Regions from separate parts of the Sus scrofa genome. Here region 2 is linked to region 1. Evidence: chromatin contacts called from public HiChIP or PLAC-seq data. All regions are on one chromosome and are shown on one strand. The core of a region is the stretch at or near the end of the contact, and the rest is flanking DNA. Distances in the headings are between cores, read along the strand shown.

Region 1 (6,582 bases), core at 2,830-5,329:
AGGCCACCCGGAGAGCCTGGGGCCCCCCTCATGGAGTGGGGGCTGGTGTGGGTCCTGTGGCAGGAGGGGCACTTTGAGGAGGCTGGAGTTTGCAGGGGGATGACCGTTCTGAGATGGACAGCATCATTCTGAATGGTGAGACTCGGTGTGTTCCCCGCCCCCCAAAGGCTGCCTCTTAGGGAGGTAAAAATATTCCACGCTGGTTTTATTCCTTTGATGTATAAATATGGGGCCATCTAGAGAAGAGAAAAAGAAATCACCCTTCGGAGTAATACCCATTTGCAAAGACATACATATTTTGGAAAACCACAGAAACTTGCGGGAGTTTTAGAAGGGTGTTCTCTTAATTTTAGAAGCGCAAGGGTTTTGGTGAAATCAGCGTTGTTTTCTCAGACACCAAACGGATGAACATTGGCACAGCTTCTGGGGGCTCATAGAGATAAAGAAAGCCACAAAAAGAGGTTTCTAATAATTGTCCCCTGTCCCCAAACACGGCTGTTGAGGGCTGGGGGTACTAATGCCCCGTCCCTAATGGGCGCCCCCCTCCGCCAGCTGCCAGCTGACATCCCGGCTCTGCCACCGTGGCTGGGGTCTCAGGCAAAACTTGCATCTGGTTGTCCTTTGCTTCTTTTTCTGCCTTTGTATACTTTCACGAGGAGATGATTGTTTTTAATTAACCCTCCTCGGTTTTCTTTAGGTTTCTCATCGTTTTCATCTTCCATTCGCTGTCTCCATCCATTCACTTACCTTCATTCTGCGGGGCTATCGGTGACCTGCTTCCAATAAGGCTGTTGGGTTTGGTCCAGCTGCTTCTTCAGGTTTGATGGGGGCCCGCAGGGTTGGGTGGCTTCCTTTTCTCCCTGTGAAGTTTTTTAACTTTGTTTTGCTTTGTTATTCCTCGCTTCTATTTGTGTTTCTCCACAAAGGGACATTGGGTGTTTATGCACTTTTCAGGAGCGCTTACTTGTAAGGTGAGAGAATTGCTTCTGAATGTTCTGGGCCACCTGCTGGGACATATGATCTGTGACATCCTGGCTCTGATAGCCTGCAGATTTCTCAGCAGTATCGCTGCATCTCCAAGCCAGTCCTGCCTCTCCGGCTGTTGTGTCATCCTCTGTTTCTACCTCCTTCTAGAACAGAATGAATGAGACAGGGACCACTTCCTCTGTGCAATACCTGCCCCTTCAAACCCCCATCTTTAAAATTCATCGAGAGATAACACAAAAGACCAAACCCTGGAAGAAATAAAATTCGCAACTACATCGCAAACAATTCTACATAAATTATTAAAATCTTGGAGTTCTGCGATACAGGTCGAGAACCCAAGCAAAAAAGTTACGCATAGGTTGCTTTGGTGTAACATGGAGATTCCTAGAGCTGCCTCCAGTCCTGTTGCCCTCTCCTCCTGGGCACATGGGAGCATCCCCTTGCAGTGGATAAGCCCCCGTGACTAGTTCTGTCCATCGGTGAGTGAAAGGTTCACGTGCCCTCCTGGGCCGAAGCATTTACTTGCTGCTGAGGTGATTGTGGGGGAGCTTCCTATTTAGATGGTGGCACTGAAAAATCAGCGCGTCCTGGACTGTGGAGTTGCCACATGAGGGACAGCTGGCCTGAAGATCCAGGCGCACCTGCAGCGGGTTCTGCTTGAGCCAGAAACAAACTGTGGATGACGTGTTACCCAGTCGAGATGTTAGATGCTTTTAGCAGGACCTGGCCTGCCCTGGGCAGCGCAGATGCACACAGAAGCTGTACGAAAGGTGAGGATAGTGATTAACTCACAGATGAGGTTATGGCTGCTCTGGGGGGAGGCAAATGGATCAGGAACAGGAAGGAGCACCCAGGGGGTGCGAGAGTCAAGGAGATGTTTTGGTTCTTAAGTTGGGTGATGTGTTCTTAGGTGTTCATTTTATAATCCGGCTTTATATATATTTATTATATATTGTATCATATATGAGATACAATATTATATATACAATTTATTATATTGTATTATATATATGATACAATATTACATAGATATAATTTATTATATATTGTTTATATGTATACTTATATATATATATTTATTTATTTTTTGGCCGCACCCATGGCATGTGAAAGCTGGGACAGGGATTAAACCCGCACCACAGCTGTAACTGGAGCCACAGCAACGACAGTGCTAGATCCTTAACCCACTGTGCCACCAGGAAACTCTAACACATGTTAATGTTAGTGTCAAATATCACAATAGCAAACAATTTAAATAGTTTAAAACTAAGCAGCATTAAAAGCAGAAGTGGCAGGTCAATAGGAAGTCATTGTACAATTCTCTCAATTTTGCTGCAAGTTTGAAAATTTCCGTAATAAAATGTTGGCTAAAACCCTGCTAGACCTAACAGTTACATCAAGAACTTAAAAAAAACCTCACTTATAATTCAACTTCATAGTAACTATTTTGATTTTTTGAGGCCTTATCTCTATGAATACAATGTTTTTATAGCTGCAGTATACATAGTATGCATAGTATTTGATGGCATTTTTTTTTTTTTTTTTTTTTTGCTTTTTAGGGCCGCTCCCCCAGCATATGGAAGTTCCCAGGCTGGGGTCAAATCGGAGCTGCAGATGCCAGCCTGTGCCACAGCCACAGCAACGTGGGACCTGAGCCATGTCTGTCGCCTACACCACAGCTCATGGCAATGCCGGATCCTTAACCCACTGAGCGGGGCTAGGGATCGAACCCGAGTCCTCATGGATACTAGTTGGGTTTGTTTCCACTGCGCCACAACGGGAATGCCGGGCTTTCTTTTTTCATTTAACATCTTATCGTGGATTTCTCTAGTACTCATGCTTTTTCAGTGAGTGCGTTCATGTTTCGGGAGCTCCTTCTATCCCTTGCAAATGTGGGTCTCCCCATAAACCTCAGTCATACTCCAGAAGCTAAAGATTCTTTTTAACTGGATGGCAAGAATAGTCAGAGGTCTACCACACATCCCTCTTTCTAAAGTTTCCTCAGGAGATGCTGTGTCTGTCTGCCAACTACTCTTTTCTTGAGCTAAAGGGAAGCTTTTTGAGTTTAAGACATACTGGGCAAGTTAACAGCCTCCCCCTGACCCTTGTGGCCTGCCCATCGTGGGCTCGCTGGGGGAATCTGCTACCTTTCCTTCTGGACTTTTCCCCTTTAGCTTTTCTGCTACTTCTATCCCACCCCATCTCAAAAACAGCCCTGTGATAAAATCTCAGCAGGTATAAACTAACAGCCTGCTCCGAAAACCCACATGTGTTTGGAAGCATATATCATTTCTTTTTTTTTTTTCTTCCAGGTTAGAAAAATTATTTCTGCTCTTGGTAGATAATTTAGAAATCCACCTATCTTTCCACCACCCAAGACTAGACTACTGCTAGCATTTTAGTCTTTTTTCAAGAAATGTATGGCGTTCCCATTGTGACTCAGTGGGTTAAGAACCACCATGATCCAGGGAAAACGAATCCAACTAGCATCCATGAGGTTCCAGGTTTGATCCCTGGCCTCGCTCAGTGGGTTAAGGATCCGGCATTGCCGTGAGCTGGGTATAGGTCACAGACGTAGCTTGGATCTGGTGTCACTGTGGCTGATTCGACCCCTAGCCTGGGAACTTCCATATGCCACGGGTGCGGCCCTAAAAAGACAGACAGACAGACAGACACTAAAAAGACACACACACACACACTAAAAAGACACACACACACACACACACACACACACACCCTACATAGTATCTGTGAGGATTTGGCTTCCATCCCTGGCCTCGCTCGGTGTAGGCCAGCAGCTGCAGCTCTGATTCCATCCCTAGCCTGGGAACTTCCATACGCTACAGGTGCGGCCCTTAAAAAAAAAAAAAAAAAAAAAGAGGCAACTCTTTCCCAGTCTCTTTGCCTGAAAACAAAGTGTTAAAAACCAAACCATTCTACTTGTTCAGTTTCTGCTGCGCGCTCGCCCAGATGAAATTAACACCAGTGCTGTAAGGCCCATAACTTTTTATCCACGCGGTAGCTGTAACAGAAGTCTTCCCAGTCGTCATTAAGATATGATTTGATGTGTCGTCAAGTATATAAAAGGCTCCTCCACTCAGAATAGCAAACAGCTGTTCACCATCTCCAGTGAGCCTGGAGCCAGAGGTGGGAGAGCGAGCGCTCGGGGCTCTGGGCAACTTCTGGCCCCTCATGGGGAGGGCAGGCGGCTCCTGGAGGGTCCTGGACCAACCCCTGAGCTGTCCATTTACCTGAGGCTTGGCTATTTGGGGTTGAAACTGTAGACCAATTACTTCTCCCTCTCCCCACACCCCCTCCCAATCTCAGTCTCTCTCTCTATCTTTCTCTGACTTTTCAGGACAGCGTGGTTGGTAGTTTACAGTGGGGGGGGGGTTGCCTGCTTCTTGGTAAGTCTTGCAAAGCAGCCCGTGCTCTCCTCTGAGGGGTATCACGTGGTCTTAAGCAGGAAGGATTCGGTGACCTCTGGGAGCTCTGCCCACACAGATCTGACTTTGCTATTTCTGCCCCCAGCTTCCTTTCCCAAGTTCGAGTATCTGCCGCCCAGCTTCTGCTGGCTGCCACCTTGCCCTTGGGTCCTCGGCTGCCCTCTGGGAGGAGAGCTGGGTCTCTTGCTCCACCAGTTGGAGGAGGGGATAGAGTCTCTGGCTTGGAGTCGTGCATGGGTGTTTAGTCCACCAGCCCTTGGGAATGGCTGCCCTGTGCTCTACTTGTCTCCAGGGGCTTGGGATGGTAGCAGACAGCATGAAAATCTCTGAGCGGGGAACTCTGAGGTCATCGCAGCCACCCTCTTGATCTTACAGATGAAGGAACCCAAAGCTGTCCTTGTAGAGGGGCAAGAGTGGGTGGGTAAGGGAGTGTTAACTGGGCACCCACTCTATGCCAGGCTGAGATAGGCAGCCCCCTGCACGAGCCCTGTGTAGTAGAGGTTCACTGTTAACCCCATTTCGCAGGTGGGAAAGTGAGGCTAGGCAACTTGCTGGACACTGCCAGTGAGTGGCAGAGCTCACATCGGAGTCTACCGCCATCTGACTCTAACTCTGGTGCTTTCCTCTCATGCTGCAGCCCAGAGCTTGCAGGTGTGCCCATCCACTGTGACCCTGGACCTGGTGGCAGTGGCATTATTGACCATATCATAAGCCCGACGTGTCCCCATGGCAGTGACCCTGCAACTCCCCTTTGCACACATGTGTGCCCTTTTGAGGCTCATTTTCCTCTTTGTGCAAATATTCCACAGCAGGAAACGAGGAGGGGTGGAGGCGAGGGGTCCCAGGCTCTCCTCAGAGGGGACACTGGTCAACCTCTGGTTGCGTCTAAACATGCCTGTGGTGTGACTGTGGTTGCGCACTGGGTTTGTGTCAGCTATGCTGGTCAGGGGGTGGGGTCTGTAGCTGTACCTTGGCTGACCCAGCTCTCCGAGGGTCTTCTCTGCAGTCACATCTGCTTTGTTTTGTGGCAATGTCTCATGGGTCTCATTTCCCTTCAGATTCCATGGGGACAAGGACTGAGCCTACTTCTCTTTTGTGCCACCAAAGGATCAGGAGCATTCATCCCATTAGCAACAACAGGCATCTAGTGATGTGGCTAATTATCCAGAAGCCAGTTTCCCGAGTGTGTCCATTTTTAGGAGTAAGCTTTAGGTTGCTATTAATCTTTTAAACCATTTTGAAGGAAGATGTTCAAATGAACAGAAAAGTAAAGTGAATCTTTTGGAATATAAGCAATAGCATGATGGACGCTCCTATGCCCATTGCCTAGATCTAACAAGCAGCAGCTGCCATATTTGATGTGGCTCCCAGAACCCAGGTTTCTCGTCTGCTCCTATGGCAACAATGATGCTGTCTTGTCCAGGGAAATCTTGTCCCGCTCTTCAGAGGGACTGGGTACACACACGATCACCTTCACCAAATCCCTCATGACTTCCCGAGGGCCCGCTATGTGCCAGGCCACCCAGTGACCTCCTTGAGACATTCACCTGCCACCCAGAGAGGGAAGAGACCTGTAAGGAGCCCATTGCATTCTGATGTGCTCAATCTAACGCTCCATTTTATAGATGGATAAACTGAGAACCTTGGAAGCCTGCAGTCTCATCTCTAGGAAACTTTACCAGCTCCAAGTTGGGAAACTGTGGCCAGACTTGACTGTTACTGGGTGGTCCTTAGCAAGTCCTTGCCAAACTCTGGACACATTTTGCTCCTCTATAGATTGAGTCAGGCTGGAATATTTCTTTCTTTCTTTCTTTCTTTTTTTTTTTTGTCTTTGTTTAGGGCCATGCCCTTGGCATATGGAAGTTCCCAGGCCAGAAGGTGAATTGGAGCTGTAGCTGCTGGCCTACGCCACAGCCACAGCAACTCGGGACCCGCGCCACGTCTGTGACCTACACCACAGCTCACAGCCATGCTGGCGAGGCCAGGGATCGAACCCGCATCCTCATAGGCACTAGTCTGGTTCGTTACCACTGAGCCACAATGGGAACTCCCCAGGCTAGAATATTTCAAAGGCCCCCTTCAGCTTCAAGTTTTCTGGAACTTTTCACAGCCAAGTATTTTACCAGCCTGCCTTCTGAAATCTGCTTTG
Region 2 (6,953 bases), core at 980-3,479, 690 kb after region 1:
AAGGGGTGTCCTAGCGGGTGATGCAGAATGCGTCACCCAGGATGGCAAGTGGCTGTGGGAAGGCCTTGGAGGCGGGAGGGGCGCGGCGAGGGGGCTCGCGTCTGCAGGGGGATTAGGGGGAGAGGCGGGAACGTGGAGAGAAAAGTGGGGAAGGGAGGTGTGGAGTTGTAAATGGGAAAAAGGAAGGTAAAAATTAAGCCCCAAAGAGGAAGGACAGAACAGTGTCCCCCGAACCCCACCCTTACCCCCGCGAGGGCGCTCGCATAGATAACTCCCCCTCCGCTCCCACTATTGGAAGCCCCTCAGTCGCATCTCATTAGAGGGCAATCTTGGTCCCCAAGCCACGCGCCTACAGCCCTGCAAGTTCATCGTGTGCTTGAAATTGGCTCCAGAGTCCAGTACAGGCAACCAGGCCCCCTCTTCCGCCCCCCCCCCGCCCCCGCCGGCTCTCGAAGCTCTTTAGCCCCCCTTTAAAGGCGCAGACCCCCAAGCGCCGGCTGGGCAAGTGAAAGCAATTCTTTAAAAACCGGGAGGTAGGGTCGCGGCAGGTTCCTACCAGGGTTCGAGAGGCGTTTGCGCTGAGCAGCAAAAATTAATGGGTATGTGAATTGATTTAAATAAGATGAAGGGGCGGGGGGAGATGAGTGATGACTCAACTATCTTTCTTCCTGAATACTCTGTAGAGGAGGCATTGTAACTTTTCATTTCTTTTATAAAACCATTTATTACTGTGTGGTGTCAGCTACCGTATTAGGAATCTCTGGCAACTGAGGATTCTTCTTGCAAACACGTTTTCAAGCTTTGCGAGGTTTAAAGGAGATTGACAGCAAGTATTCTAGGAGGAGGGGAAACGGCCCTGTGCCCCCTTCTTAGGGGTGCGATACCCTCAAGCGGATTTCCCGGCTTCTGCGGGCGCCGCACATTGTTTTATTTGTTTTGAAGGCTCAGAGTTTGAGGCTGGTCGGAGACACCCACGTGCTTCTGACTCTCATCAGTGTAATGATCGCCTTAGCCAGAGTCGTGTCTATATAAACCACAAAAACCTAATCATTAGAAATCCCAGCCTCCAAAAACCACATTTTAGGTAAAACTGCCGCCTTTTTTCTGCGCTCCTTCATCCTTTCGACCACAACTTTTGGGGGGATCCAAAGTCGCTTTTTAAACCCACACTGGGAAATAAATACATAAATAAATAGCCATCGAAGCATTTTGAATATTTTATTTCGTATTTTAATTTTTTTTCCTTGGGAGTGGTGGTGGTGGTGGGGAAGTTAAGACATTAGACCAAGTTTTAGATGCAGAATAGACTTATTAATAGATTGAGATTCATGGAAAACTGCTGGGGTTCCCCCCCTCCCCGCAAGGGTTTTAGCAACTTATTTTAATCATCAAGTTGATAGTTTTCCAGTCCTTAAAGAAACTCATCCTTGTTCTCTAGGAACAAGTTTGAATATAGAAGAAAAAAGTGTCCGGCTACCCACAGTTTGAGTTTCTAAAAACGATTTTGACAAATGTCCCCTCCATCCCAATTTTTTTGAGTCGCTTAAGACAAAAAACACCCAAACTCTGTAAAATCTTTTTTTTAACCCCTCTTGGGAGCCGCTCCGGCAGAGGTGGGGGGGGGATGGGGTGGGGGAAGGGTGAAGAGTGCTGAGAAGTCAGCACAGACGCTCAAGAATTTTCCTTCTTCCTCTCCTGAAGTTACAACGAAAAATAACGACAGGCAGATCAGCCGGCAGGCTCTCTGGCGTCTCAGCATCAACCTCCTCCGACCAAGAGGGGGTTCCTGGTTCTAGGGGGGAGGGGGGTGAGAAGCAAGAGGACGCGACCAGGCGAGATCCCCCTAGACCCGGGCCGCCTCTCTCGGCTTCGGAAGCTGCACGCCGCGTCCCGGGGGCTACTTCTCGCGGCCGGCGGGCGGCGGCAGCGGCTGAGATTCGCAGGCTCGAGATCCGCTGCCCCGAGATCCGCTGCCCGCGACTTACCTCCTGGCGCCTCGAAGCGCGAGGGTCAGGGGAGCTTTGCAAAGAGCTGGAGGGAGTGGATGCGAGGAGGGAGCGGTGAGAGGGCGAGAAGAGGAGAAGGGAAAGGAAGGAGCCGAGCCGGGGAGCCGGGCTGGCAGCCGCCGCGGGAGGAATCTGAGTGTGCAGCCGGCGCGGGGGGAGCGGCAGCCGCAGCAGAGCGGCGGCGGCAGCAGCGGCGCGGGCGGGCGGGCGGCGCGGCGCGGACGCCAGCAGCTGCGTAGCTGCTCGTGGCGCGGCGCGGCGGTGGCGGGCAGCGCGCGGCGATGCTGGCCTCTGGGTTGGACTGCTGAACCCACTGGGCTCAACCGCCGGACTCGAACTGGGAGGGGGCGCCAGCGCACCCAGGACGCGGTGCCCCAAGGGACCCCACTCCAAGCTGCTGCGAAGTGAAGTCTCCCGCCTGCCCGAGCCAAACACATCCTGGTGCCCGTTCGCAGCTGCCACCCCGGGTGTTTCAAGGGCTCCAGCAAGATCTGCGCCTCCCGGGTCTCGTCACCCGCCAACCCGATTGCTCCGCACCGCCACCGCTGGCCCCCGTCAGACTCCGCCCGGCAGTCTGCTTCATCGAACTTGATTTCTCACCTCCTCAGCCCCATCACCTCCATCCCCTTTCCCCCGTCTCGCCTCCACCCCCCCAATTTCCTCCTCCTCGCCCCTCATTCCACCCTCCTCCCCCTCCCCCGGCCACTTCGCTAACTTGTGGCTGTTGTGATGCGTATTCCCGTAGATCCGAGCACCAGCCGGCGCTTCAGCCCCCCCTCCAGCAGCCTGCAGCCCGGCAAGATGAGCGACGTGAGCCCGGTGGTGGCTGCGCAACAGCAGCAGCAGCAACAACAGCAGCAGCAGCAGCAGCAGCAACAGCAGCAACAGCAGCAGCAGGAGGCAGCGGCAGCGGCGGCGGCGGCGGCGGCGGCGGCGGCAGCGGCAGCCGCCGTGCCCCGGTTGCGGCCGCCGCACGACAACCGCACCATGGTGGAGATCATCGCTGACCACCCGGCCGAACTCGTCCGCACCGACAGCCCCAACTTCCTGTGCTCTGTGCTGCCCTCGCACTGGCGTTGCAACAAGACCCTGCCCGTGGCCTTCAAGGTAAGAAGCTGCGGCCGCCCCCCCACCCCCCGCCCCCTGCCCGGAGCCGCGGGACCTGCCTGCTAGCGTTTCCGTGCCCGCGGGGGCCCGAGCCCGGACCCGTACTGCCTCCAAGGTTCCTATCTTGGTGGCTCGGACCCGAAGGAACGCCGTCTGGCCCTCTTCCTCCGGATCTGCCAGCGGGCTCCGGGCGTAGTGACCCCGTGCAGATAGATCCTTCCCTCTCCCACCTGTGCCCGCAGCCATCACCTCAACCCTGGTTCTCTTTATCCGTTCATCACCCGTGGAGCCTGCCGGCCAACATTCTGACCCACTTCTCCGAGCCGTCTTACCTCCCCCAGGAGCCCCCAGGTGCCCACTCTCCGAGCTGCGGCCCGAACTTGCTCCACCCCGCCCCCACTCCAGGGTATCGCCAGCGTTCTCCCCACGGACTCCCGCGTCCCTCTCCCCAGCATCCCTGCCCGCCCTGCGCCTCAGGCTGCCGCGCCACCCCTCCCCCGGATCCCGCGCGCTCCCACCCTTTCCCCTCCAAACCGAGCGCCCTCCGCCCGTGTCGGCGCCCCCTTCTCCCACCCGTTTGAGCCTCTGCGGCTCCGGCCCCTCTCGGGCTCGGGGGCCTGTGTTCGTGGGGTGCCGGCGCCGGAGTTCGAGCCTGGGGAGGGGCTCCGAGTGCCGGCTGCCGCGGCGGCGCGTGGGCCGCCGGACTGAAGTCAGAGAGGGTCCCGGGCAAACTTAGGTACCCGGGGAGCGAGTGAGGGGAGACAGGTCGGGGGCATTTTCTCCGCCTGCAGCCCCACGCTTGTTCCGGCTACTGGGAGGAAGGCGAGGCAGCCGGGGTCGCCCCGCGCCCAGAGGCCGGGGAGTACGCGAGTCCTGGGCGCCAGACCCTCAAGTGCAAGGCGGCGCGGGCCAGGGAAGGGGGCGGGGGCTGGACGGCCTCTTCCACGGGGACCCGCTCCCCGCCTCGCCGCGCCTGGGAGGGAGAAGGGAAACCTGTGAAATGCCTTCAGCTTGCCTGCCTTGAAAGCGGAGGTGACTGTGCGATTCGAGTCATCTTATTCTCACTTTTGAGGACTTGGACCCCAGAGGTCCCTCCTGCTTCTGAAAGGTCTTGTGGCGCTGGGGCCCGTGATTTGGGAGCGGAGGGAGTGACCCCGGGGTTGAAAAGCGCCCTCCGCGCGCCCCGCGGCCTCCTCCGCCCGCCCCGTTAGTTTGAGGGCGAGTGTCAGCAATTGGAGTCGCGGGCTGCGGCTCTTCCGGCAGATTGAGGGCGTCGGGGAGTGCGTTTGGGGTCCCCCGGGGAGACCTCGCCTCCTCGCACGGCCCCCAGAGCTGCGAGCATCCCGGGTTGCTGGGGAACTGGGGTCCCGGGCCGTCCTCCCTCGCGGGACTTGGCGCCTGGGATGGAGTGGGCGGTGAGCCAGTTGGGGAGAAGAGCGCTTCCAGAAAGATGCTTCAGGCCCGGTCTAGCCTCAGAACCCACGAAGGTGGGCCTGGGTCCGCCGGGTTCTGAGATCTGTGGAGAGCAGGGTAAGCCAGGCCTTGGGGGAGGAGGGAAAAAAGGGAGCACGCGTGCCAGTTCCTCCCTTGTGGATCCCGGGGCTAAACTCCCACGGGCCACTGGCAGTTCCCAGATGTTGCTCACCACCCCCGCCCCACGCACCAATTCAGATTCCGTGTGTGGGTGGGGTGGAAAGGAAGAGGAGTCCAGGTCAATTAGAGCTGGTTATCTTGCTACGTTTGCTATCAGAACAGAAATCAGAATGAATTGTTATGGAAAGGGGATGTTGCATTCTGGGGCAAGTTTCATTTTGCAGTTGGCTCAAGAAATGTGTGTGTGTGTTTTAACCGTCCCATTTCTTCTTTTATGAACCACACATTTTGTAAGTTAAGGTTTTCTTCCTTGAAATATGGAGAGCTCAGAATATGTGTGAATCGTAGAAATTTGGATTTTCATATGAGATCTTGTACACCAAAGGCTCAGAATTTTGTAATTTGCCCTAGGTGAGAGTGGAAATTTGTTTCCACCTCCCTCCAAAAGAAAACCCTCTCCAAACACACACACACACACACGCACGCACGCACACACACACGCATACACACACACACCTTGGATGAAAACAGCAAATAATACAAATAAATAGATAAAATGTCACAAGTCAGGATACCTAAAAATATAAGGATAGGTGCCTTCGTTTTAAAAGATACCATTTAGATGTTTGATGTTCTACAGTCTGTTCTGCTAAACATGTTTAAAGTCTAACTGTCCTGAGGTATTCTCTTATGTTTATGGTGCTGAATTGATTTTGGGCATTAGTATTTGGGGTAGAAAGTACATTTTTGGCATAAAGATAGAGTGCAAATTAGTTTGAGCTATTTTCAGATAGTTTGAGTATCTTTAGGTTTTCTCACTACCACCCTTTTGAAATTATTTTGGAAATAAATTGCTTTCTCTGTGCTTCATCAGACTTATTGTTAATAAGAGAGTAATTTTACTTTTCACAGTAAACAAAACCATAGATAACCCATGACCATATTAAATTGAATATTTTAATTCATGTTAATTGAATGATCAGTTGAGTTAACCTAAAACCTTTCATGTTTTCCTATTCCCATACCTGAGTTTAAAAAATTCAAAGAACGGGTGATAGCTGAGATCCACTGCTGAAAAATACGTGTAGCTATTTGGAACATCCAGATTCTGACATCAGTGTTTTTTTTTTTTTTTATCTGAATGTTGGGTTGTTAAAAAAACAACCTCTTTTTACCTTACTTTGGAGATAAAAAGCCTGTGAGCCGTAGACCCTCTACATTCATGCAACATAATCAAATACATCTGCAAAGAAGTCATATGAAAAAGTCTCTGTTTTAAAAGTGGTGACAGCAATTTGGCTATCATATTTAGAGCTATGTACCAAGCAAATTGTAGTGTTTGGGGTAGATAGCAGAGAGGTAAATATATTTAAAAACACCCATACAGAACTTAATTGTTGAGAAATCTGGTATTCAAATCCATATAATATTTACTGACCCCATGTTTTATGTCTGTGACACTGAGACACAGACAAGAGAGAGAATCAGAAATGAATTTGGTAGACTGTGTTTTCATACATTAATTTAATTAAGTTAAAGAGTGCTTCAGCGTGGCATTGGCCATGTATTGTATTAAGACAGGTCATGTATTAGTGTTGTTCCGCTGATCTTGTTAAGGGATTATGCAGGAGTACTTAATTCATTTACACTCTGACGTGTAAAAGTGCAAAACCACCTAGGATACTTAAAAATACGTAAAGTTGTTTAGTAGCATTATATTTTTGACAAAGTCCTGCAGTTGTGACATGTTCAGTCCTCCCAGGTGTCAAGGAAATGGAAATAAATATTTTTAACATTTCTCTCAGGTGTATCTCACCGAAAGCTTAAAATAGTTGAGGCATACTATTAGGGGATCCCAGGCCCTTTCTGTCCTAGGTAATTGTAGTGATGAAAAAGCAATATGCAAATTCAGCTCATTAGTTAATAGTCAGGTAGAAATAGTGGAGGGAACATGTCAGCCCTGCAGCCAGTAGCACCCTTGGTAGTTAGAGGTCTGTCAGCATTTCCACCCTGAAGCCTGGTGTTCAGGGTTCATAACTCAGTTGCTTTAAATAGCTTCAAGCTGAAACACTCTGCAGAAATTTTAAGTCCAGATGTATAGTTTAAAGCTAAAAGTAGTGCAAGACTATTGCACTGTTTTAAGTTAGAGAACACTGGACTATATATTTACTAGTCTCATATGTTTTTCTGGCAATGTGAAAGGAAGAAAACACATTTTTTTAGATATAGGAGCTATTGCTCATAGTT

What was found. HiChIP or PLAC-seq counts read pairs in DNA pulled down with a chosen protein or histone mark.
Region 2: an H3K27ac HiChIP or PLAC-seq map of skeletal muscle shows a contact between it and region 1, with 5 times the contacts expected there. The contact joins two enhancer-like sites. A contact is called at or near these places in 2 of 47 Hi-C or Micro-C datasets (embryonic fibroblasts and fetal skeletal muscle) and 1 of 2 datasets of contacts at active chromatin or transcription factors (skeletal muscle).

What each region holds. Positions count from the first base shown.
Region 1 is chr7:39,512,807-39,519,388 of Sscrofa11.1, forward strand. No RefSeq gene overlaps it. Among named protein-coding and RNA genes, the nearest start is that of CDC5L, 130 kb to the left of the region's middle. Within about 2 kb of position 4,080, at least 1 of the 83 cell types and tissues checked has an H3K27ac peak or open chromatin away from gene starts, as enhancers often do. A contact at or near this core is called in skeletal muscle, where this site is marked.
Region 2 is chr7:40,203,177-40,210,129 of Sscrofa11.1, forward strand. RUNX2 (runt-related transcription factor 2) reads left to right here. Exons shown (of 8, transcript XM_005666074.3): 3 at 2,752-3,113. Among named protein-coding and RNA genes, the nearest start is that of SUPT3H, 46 kb to the left of the region's middle. Within about 2 kb of position 2,230, at least 39 of the 83 cell types and tissues checked have an H3K27ac peak or open chromatin away from gene starts, as enhancers often do. A contact at or near this core is called in skeletal muscle, where this site is marked.